Linked DNA regions of Mus musculus: region 1 is linked to region 2. A link is a contact called in public promoter capture Hi-C data. All regions are on one chromosome and are shown on one strand. Each heading gives the region's core, a stretch centred on a gene start, on an enhancer-like site or on the middle of the called end of the contact. The rest is flanking DNA. Distances are from core to core; before and after follow the strand shown. Region 1 holds the start of Tlcd5 (TLC domain containing 5). Region 2 overlaps Arhgef12 (Rho guanine nucleotide exchange factor (GEF) 12).

The links. Promoter capture Hi-C pulls out the DNA fragments that hold promoters and counts their contacts.
Region 1: a contact with region 2 is called in a promoter capture Hi-C map of hippocampal neurons, with 2.5 times the contacts expected there. The contact joins the promoter of Tlcd5 here to the enhancer-like site in region 2. A contact is called at or near these places in 11 of 39 promoter capture datasets (the 3T3-L1 cell line, 3T3-L1-derived adipocytes, the C10 cell line and 6 more), 9 of 115 datasets of contacts at active chromatin or transcription factors (embryonic forebrain, embryonic limb bud, embryonic midbrain and 5 more) and 3 of 9 other capture datasets (adipose tissue, liver and pancreatic islet).

What each region holds. Positions count from the first base shown.
Region 1 is chr9:43,114,564-43,118,876 of GRCm38.p6, forward strand. It overlaps Tlcd5 (TLC domain containing 5), which reads right to left and starts at 2,007. Exons shown (of 3, transcript NM_001034863.3): 1 at 1,914-2,007.
Region 2 is chr9:42,962,053-42,966,016 of GRCm38.p6, forward strand. Arhgef12 (Rho guanine nucleotide exchange factor (GEF) 12) reads right to left here. Exons shown (of 41, transcript NM_001359232.1): 41 at 1,790-3,964. It also overlaps the pseudogene Gm5831. Among named protein-coding and RNA genes, the nearest start is that of Gm36648, 16 kb to the left of the region's middle. Within about 2 kb of position 2,534, at least 11 of the 459 cell types and tissues checked have an H3K27ac peak or open chromatin away from gene starts, as enhancers often do. A contact at or near this core is called in forebrain and hippocampal neurons, where this site is marked.

The DNA of each region.
Region 1 (4,313 bases), core at 757-3,256, 150 kb after region 2:
CGAGATCTGACGCCCTCTTCTGGTGTGTCTGAAGACAGCTAGTGTACTTACATATAATAAATAAATAAATCTTTAAAAAAAAAAAAAAAAAAAAAGCCAAGCCCGGCAGTGCATACTAGTAACCCCAGTGCTGGGGAGATAGAGACGGATGGATTCCTGTTGAGAAACTCTATCTCAAAAAAGCAAGGTAGACAGGGGCTGAGGAATATCACCAAAGGTTGACCTCGGGCCTCCATCCATATACGTGTGTGTTTGTGTGTGTGTGTAGCTGTGTGTGTGTATACACACACTCGCACACAAAGACGAAGCTCTCATTTATAAATAAATAAATATCACTTTGGTTTCTGCTAGAAGTCACATGACACCAGGCATTTTAATGTGGTTAAGCTGAAACTAAATTTGGCTGAGGTCTGGATTTGGGTCATAGGTTTATCAGTCAAAATCAAAACTTGAGGCAAATGTAAACAGAGAGCCAAGCAAAGACTCCAGACATCTTGGAAGGCATCCCAACTCTATTATTTATCAACAAGGAAGCAAAAGGATTTTTAAGTAAACGTTGAGATACAAAAATATCCTTAAGGCATGTATTCAGTTAAAAGTGAAGCAAAGTGGCTGGCAAATGCCAGTAATCCCAGCACTGGAGCCGCAGAGGCAGGAGGATCACCTAGAAGAGCAGAGCAGCCTGGTCAACACAGAGTTCCAGGCCTGATAGGGCTACACAGTAGCCCTTGTCTCAAAATGATAGATAGATAGATAGCCAGGTAGATAACTGGTAAAGGTAGAAAACTTACATTGTAGAATTTTTGCTGATACATTTAAACAATAATCAACACTGAGTTTCTTTAGACATGCAGAAGAGACTCCAAAAAGGACCAATATGTCCTTGTTAATATACATTATTTAGCTCCTCTGTTGAAAGTACAAATAAGAAAAGAAATCTCAAACACGTCCAGGACGCTTCTCATCTCTGCAGGAATTATCTGCATGACTGCACTTAACCGCTCACCCTTTTCTGACAAATGCAGACCAACACACCTCAATACACAAGCCACTCCCAGGAATGTTATCCAGAGAGGGCTCGGGCAAAGGGCAAGTTTTGTCCAGCTTTCATGAGAAATCAGGTACCTATTCAAGAAAACAGTAAGTGTCCATCAGAGACCAGTAAGTGGGGAAATCTTTTTAACCTGAAGAATGTGTTTAAACTAGAACTAGGGAACAGGGAAAAAAAGGTCAGTTCAGTTCTAAGACACATTTTCTGAAACTTCTAGGCCAATCTTCAGAGTAAAGGCCAGACATACAAAGTACCCGAGTGAAAAGCGCTGTCCCTCTTACTTCCTTTCAAAGGCCAGGGTCACTGGCCAGTAAGGCGGATCAGCTGATTGGGACTCGGCGATTAGTATTTTTAGAGTCCTCTTCTCTGAATCCTAATTCCCTGGCCCAAGAGAGAAAACAGTAGCCCATTTACAAACACTCCAACAAAAAAACAGGCATTTGTAAACGGCAGACACAGCTCTGTGACCTTGAGCCTTCGTGTCTGGTGTGGAGTCTGGGAGGTTCCCAGGCCCTCGAAGCTCCGTACCCGGGCTCCCCCATCCCAGAGAGCCGCGGCCCTGGGCGGGCGTCTGGCTCCGGGCCTCGGGAGAGCTGCAGCCGGGGGCTCCCAGCCAGCAGCAAGGTCGCATCCCGGAGGGTGGCGGGGGAGTGCCCAACTGCTCGACCACGCCCGACTTCTAACCCGGAACGTCCCATCCTGAACCGTTATCTAGGCATCCAGACGGGTGCCCAAAGCTTGGCATAGAGAGGCCCCGGCACCCCGGGGCAGAGGAGCCCGCGCGCACCTGGCCGCCCGCCCGCTCCTTCCCCGTCTGCGCCAAGGGCAGACCGGTGTCCATCCCTCCGGCGAACGCTGTTACCTGGCGGAGCGCACCGGGAAGCCTCCGGCGCCCGGGCGCCCACAGCCCAGGGCTCGGATCACGGCGACAGGAAGCTGTAGAGGGAGGGGGAGACGAGTCTGTGACGGCGGAGGAGGAGGAGCCGGGGGTCTAGGGGCACCTGCTGGCTGGGAGGACAGAACGCAGAATGGATGCTGGGCCAAGGAAGGAAGCGGAATGGAGGGTCCTCCTTTGGATAGGGAAGAGAAGGATGATCTGCTGCGCTTGTTTGTTGTCTGTTTAATCATTTGTAGGGCTGTCTATGTAGAGAGTGTAGCTTTTTAGTGGTGGAACGTTAGACTAAGGCATAAGGCCCTGGATTCAACCCCTGGTACTCTATCTCGATAAATCCTGATCTACTCTGCAGTCTGTGAGATGGAACAGGCTCTTCACTAAGGATGTACTGCGCACCTACTCAGACCGTCTTTGATCTCCCACTTAAATCTGAATAGTGAAACAAGCACACTGAGTGTCAGAAAAGTACTTAGGCCTGGGAATTACGTTGATCTCTTTTTAGCACTGTCCTTAACTAGGCGTAAACATAAAGTTTAAAAGTAAGGGGTTGGAAAGATGGCTCAACAATTAAGAGCCTTGGCTGCTCTTACACGGGACTAGAAGTCCCTGTCCTGAACCCATGCACACAACTGTCTTTAACGCTAGCTCTGAAGATCCGACGCCCTCTTCTAGACTCTAGTGACACCACACCCATGTGTGCACATACTTGCAGACCAACACATACACTTTTTAAAAGTTAATTCTACTTAGTATGCAGCTGGGCAAGTTAAGTCTATGCCTACTTCCTCATCCACAGAATGGGGCGTGAAATGCCTCTCTCATAGATTATTATCAAAATTCAAAAAGGTTACATTAATAAGTACGTAGAACAATAAGCATGTGGAAGTCCATATAAATATCATCTATTATCTTTATTTAACTTTAAAATATTTTCCCCAAATACTGGGATTAAACCAGAGGCCCCTGGCAGGCTAGACAAATGCTCTACCACTAAGCAGTATTCCCAGGTCTTTATTTTACTTTTGGACAAATTGTTGATTCTCTCTCGGTCTGAGGATAGTGAGTTTGAAGTATGAGCATAATGTTGTGCTATATGCCTGTAATCTCAGCATCTGGGAGGCTGAGGTAGGATAATTGTAGATTAGAAGCTAGCCTGCATACTTTGTCTCAAAATTAAAACACACACAACCGGGGGTGGGGCTCAACTACAATAATGAGGTGGGTGAAGTGGGGAGCTTGTTGATCAAGGCTGACAATGATGGGGTGCTAAGGAGCCCAGAAGTGAAACTCTTTAGAAGAGATGTGTTTAGACAATATGTAAGAGCCGGGCGTGGTGGCGCTCGCCTTTAATCCCAGAACTCGGGAGGCAGGCAGATTTCTGAGTTCAAGGCCAGCCTGGTCTCCATAGTGAGTTCCAGAACAGACAGGGCTATACAGAGAAACCCTGTCTCAAAAAAACAAAAACAAAAACAAAAACAAAAAACGCCAGGCGGTGGTGGTGAATGCCTTTAATTCCAGCACTTGGGAGGCAGAGGCAGGTGGATTTCTGAGTTCGAGGCCAGCCTGGTCTACTGAGTGAGTTCCAGGACAGCCAGAGAAACCCTGTCTCAAAAGGAAAAAAAAAAAAAAAAAAAAAAAAAGACAATGTGTAAGAACTGTAAATGTTCTCATTTTGGTCATTTATTGCACTAACCCTTCAAAAGGTAAGGATGACACTGTTTTCGCCTGTTTCCCTAGAATCTAGTATGGTAGCTGTATAATGAAGGTTTGTTGGTGGAATTAATGAAGGAGTAACTCAGTTGAGAAGGTTCACACCTGTAACCGCAGCACTCAGGAGGTGGAAGCAGGAAGATTAGGAACTCAATGGCATTCTCTGCTACATAGCAAATTCAAACCAGTCTGGGCTACAGGAAACCTCCCTCAAAAAGGAAGAGAAACCAAAATTAATAGAAAAAAATGTATTTGAAGCAGCACAGGTGACTTCCAAAGCACTATTGATTTCAAAACGCCCGTGTACAGACTACATCTTAATTATTGTGATTGGTAGGTCTGATGTGGGACAGGAAAAGTGTGTTTTTAAATCTGCCTGGGTTCATTCAGAGGATTAGTCACACTTAAGAGCCAGAGAATCTCAGCTGTCTTAATGGCAGTGCCAGGTATCTGGCCCAGGTTATCTCCTTCAGTGGCGAAGAGGAAGCCTGCAGTGTTCTGAGCAAGACAATCATATCGCTATGCTCTCCCAGTTTTCACAGTTCGGTGTGTGGTCTGGGACCAGAGAAAGATCACCAACAAAATCAACGTCTGCCAGACACACACAACCCCAGAACCTAACTCTGGATGTACTTTGAAATCTGCATTTTTTTTTTT
Region 2 (3,964 bases), core at 1,284-3,783:
TAAAAGATACAAAATGTGACTGGGAGGCCAACATGGCTTCCTTTCTCCAGTATGTGTTCGATCAAGTATACGTGCATGTACGTGAAGTGTGATGGTGGAATTATCTTCAATCAGTTCTCCCTTAGTCTCTGCAGCAGGGGCTCTCAATCAAACCCAGAGCTGTGATGCCACTAGTCTCACTATCTAGTTTGCTCTGAAATAGTCTCTGCCTGTGGTTGAAATTATCCATAGGCTGCTAGCCTGCCTGGTATTTATGTGTGATCTCAGAAGCCAAACTCTGGCCTTCATGTGAACTTGGGCAGCAGCTGCTTAATCCAAGCCCTCCCCCCAGCCCAGCCATTTTGTGTGTTATGTATACTTAGTTTGTTGTCTTTTAAGGAGTTTTTCCTTGCTTTAGGTTTATTTATTGAACTTGAGTTTAAGACTGAGTCTCAGAAATCTGCAGGAGGTCACACAAATGGAATTTGATAGTTTTGTAATGCTTTGCATACAGAGATGTCTGTGTGAGATTTTAATATCTTTACACAGCTTGTTACCTTACCTGGTAAGGGCGATCTTCTTTGAATGCATAATAAGCTGGCTTCAGACTCAATAGCCTGTGGGCAGTTGAGTCCATGTGAGAGAATGAAAACTGCAGAGGTAAGCCCAGTCAAGATCACCCGACAAGGGCGAGGAGGGGCGGGACTGAATCCCTTGGCGCTGTGTGGCCTGTGTGCCTCCTGGCTATGTCAAGGAGTCAACAATTACTTCTGTAAAAAATGACTAAGACAGGAACATGTATGTGTGCGCAGGTGCCCATCAAGGCCAGATGGGGGTGTCAGGTCCCCTGAAGCTGGAGTTACAGATGGAGAGAAGCCACCTGGTCTGGCTCCTGGGAAGAGCACCCCCGGCCTGGAAAGGCAGCACACGTTCTTAAGCCGGGCCATCTCTCCAGCCCCACAGGAGCCGCTGTCTAACAGGGCTTAGACTACAGTTACCATAGGAGAGGCTAAAAGGTTTAGCTAAACTATATCCCACAGTATTAATTATTTGTTAAGCATCTTATTAGGCTTTTCAGCCAGTGTATCCTCGAATGTTTAAAAACATCCCAAGAAAAGGTGAAATTATACCTACACCTCAAAATACAGACAATGCTAAAGGCAGTCAGCCTTCTAAAAGAATGACATGCACAAATAGGCAGAACCACTTCCTGCATGTGCCACAAAAGCTGACACATGGATCTCATCACTTAAAAATGGAAAAACAGCAAAATTAATGTGTCATATCAAGTTTTTTTAATGATGTAATATACCAAAAATTGTAGTTGAAAGCTATTTTAAAAAAAGACAAGTGTCTCACTCAGGCTGACCAGGAACTCACTATGTAAACCAGGCTAGCCTTAAACTCAAGGGCCCTGCCTGCCTCAGCTTCCCAAGTGGCAGGATTAGAGCCTGGTATCAAGTGTATGCTACCATGCCTCCATCACTGCTTGAAAACCAAGGACAAAGCTGGCTTGTTACAAGGGCAATGTCAGCTGCTCACACCACTGCAGAGGTTCACACTTCACAGCGATCTAAAGACTAGTCTCACCAGCAATGAGACCGGAAGCAGCAGGAAGGCCAGGAGAGTCACTGCTAGGGAGGCTACTGACTCCTTGTCCACTTAAGAACTTGGTGGCCGGCTGTGGTGGGGTCACCTAAGACCTCAGCACTCACGGAGGAGCACAAGGCCAGCCTAAGGTGAGAACCCCATGTCAAAACACAACTTACAGAAGACAAACAGGAATACATACAAAGAAAAAGTCACATACTCAGTTCTTTTAAGCTTATTTAATATTTGAATTCTTATTTTCTATTTTCCCAGACCCCAGAAAACAGAAAGTTTTAGATGACCCAATATTTTGTTCCAGAAACATACAGCCTTATCAGCTAATTCATAAAAGAGCTTTTTACAAAGGTGCATCTGGATAATTAGAGCAATAAAAGTCTTTTAGGCATTTCAAAATGTGATCAGTAAAAATACATGATTATTAATAAGGTTTTTTTTTTAAAGATAGTTCCAGATTTCTCTTAAAAGCAATTTTTGTTAAAGAGTAAATGATTGTATGGTGAACAAGTAAAGTGAGACAGCCTAGTGGGGAAAGAGAGGCTCATTAAAAACCACCAACAGTGTGCACGCTACGGTCCCCTGCTGTAGTATGTCTGCTTAGCGGGTGGCACCTGGCAATGGCTGGGAGGGAGGGACTGGTTTCTGAGAAGACCACCTTTTCCTGATCAGTGTATTACCCAAACCCTCAGCACCCATGGGGAAGGCAGCCAGACGGGAACAAGAGCACGCCTTTAAATAAAGTACAGTTTTACAGCTCACACTAAATGGGGGTGAACTGTCAAAAACAAAAACAAAAACCAAAACCAACACAACGTTAGGGGGCGGGTGGGCAGGCGAGCGAGACCTTGCAGAAGTCTGTTTTTGTAGATCATGGTTTTCGGAGCGTGGAGGGAAGCAGGCACAGAGCAAGCTCAAGCAGGCGGCTGCAGAGAAGACAGCTTGGGCAGGGTACCAGCTGCAGGCAGCAGGCCAGCGCCAGTGCCCAGGAGCGACGGGAAAACGAGCCCCTGCAGTAGAGGCAGCATAAAGTCTTTTAGCTTCTAAAATTCTGGCAACAAGGACTTTTCTCTTCTTCACTCCCCAAAAGACAATGAAACAAAATACTTTCTAAAAAAGGGCTTGTTCTTTCTAGAGGTCATTAGAAGTTGTTTGGGGCACTGGTAGACTGCTTGCCTTGCACAAATGAGACCCTGAGCTTGGTCCCCAGTATTACAAAATTAGATAACAAACCTATGTACACCCACAATTTTGGCCCAGGAGCACAGCAACCCACACGTGAAAAGAAGTGTTCCTGTGTCATGTGTTCCCCAACATATGTGCCAGAAGACCTGGAAGCAAGGATGGGAAGCAGCCAAGGAGAATGTGTGGGCACCAGGAGGAACATTCCTGCAAGAAAACCCAAGAAGCAGAGAAGAAAAAAGAAAGGCCACAACTGGTCAAAACCAAAATGGAGAAAGCCAATGAGTGTACAGAGAAAACGTGGCAGAATAGCTGTTGTCCAGGCAGCTTTCAAGAGAAAGAAAATGAAAAAGAACCCAGGACGCACTGCTAAGATCAGGGGTCTAAGAAGACGCAGAAAAGAAAATGCCGATTTTAGTGCTGAGTTGCTTCCCGTGACGTGTGGTAACTTGAAGGGAGTGTTACACAAGGATAAATTCAAACAAGGGATATCTGTGAAGTCCATACAGTGTCAGAATGGAAACTGGTTCACACCCTCGGAATTTGAAATGATGGGAGGCTATGGAAAGTCAAAGAACTGGAAACTGAGCCTGCGCTGCCATAATTGGCCCCTCAAACTCCTGATCCAGAGAAAATTTCTACCCAATCCTCCACGGATACATCGCAAAAGAAAAGAGCAGAGAACACAGAACTTGCATCGTTCCCCAGCTGACCCTAGTATTCAGAACTCAGATGAATGTGAGGTGTGCCGGGATGGAGGAATACTCTTCTGCTGTGATACTTGTTCCAGAGCCTTCCATGAGGACTGTCATATCCCAACAGTGGAAGCTGAGATAACACCATGGAGTTGCATCTTCTGTAGGATGCAGTCCTTAGGAAGTCAACCGAGTCTTCCAGAATCTGAGATACTGCAGAGGGAGATGGCTCCCCAGGAACAGTTGAAGTGCGAGTATGTTCTCTTGAGAGTCTATTGCTGTTCTGAGAGCTCCTTTTTTTCCAAGATGCCATATTATTATTATTTTAGAGAGATGACTGTGGGTGTGCAAGAGCCTATGTGGTTGAACATAATCAAGAAAAAGCTGAGTGACCAGGCTTACTGCCAAGTAGAAGACTTTGTGCAAGACATGAGGCTCATCTTCCGGAATCACAAAATCACGTTCAAGGACCCTAAGTTTGGCGAAATGGGACTTAGACTGGA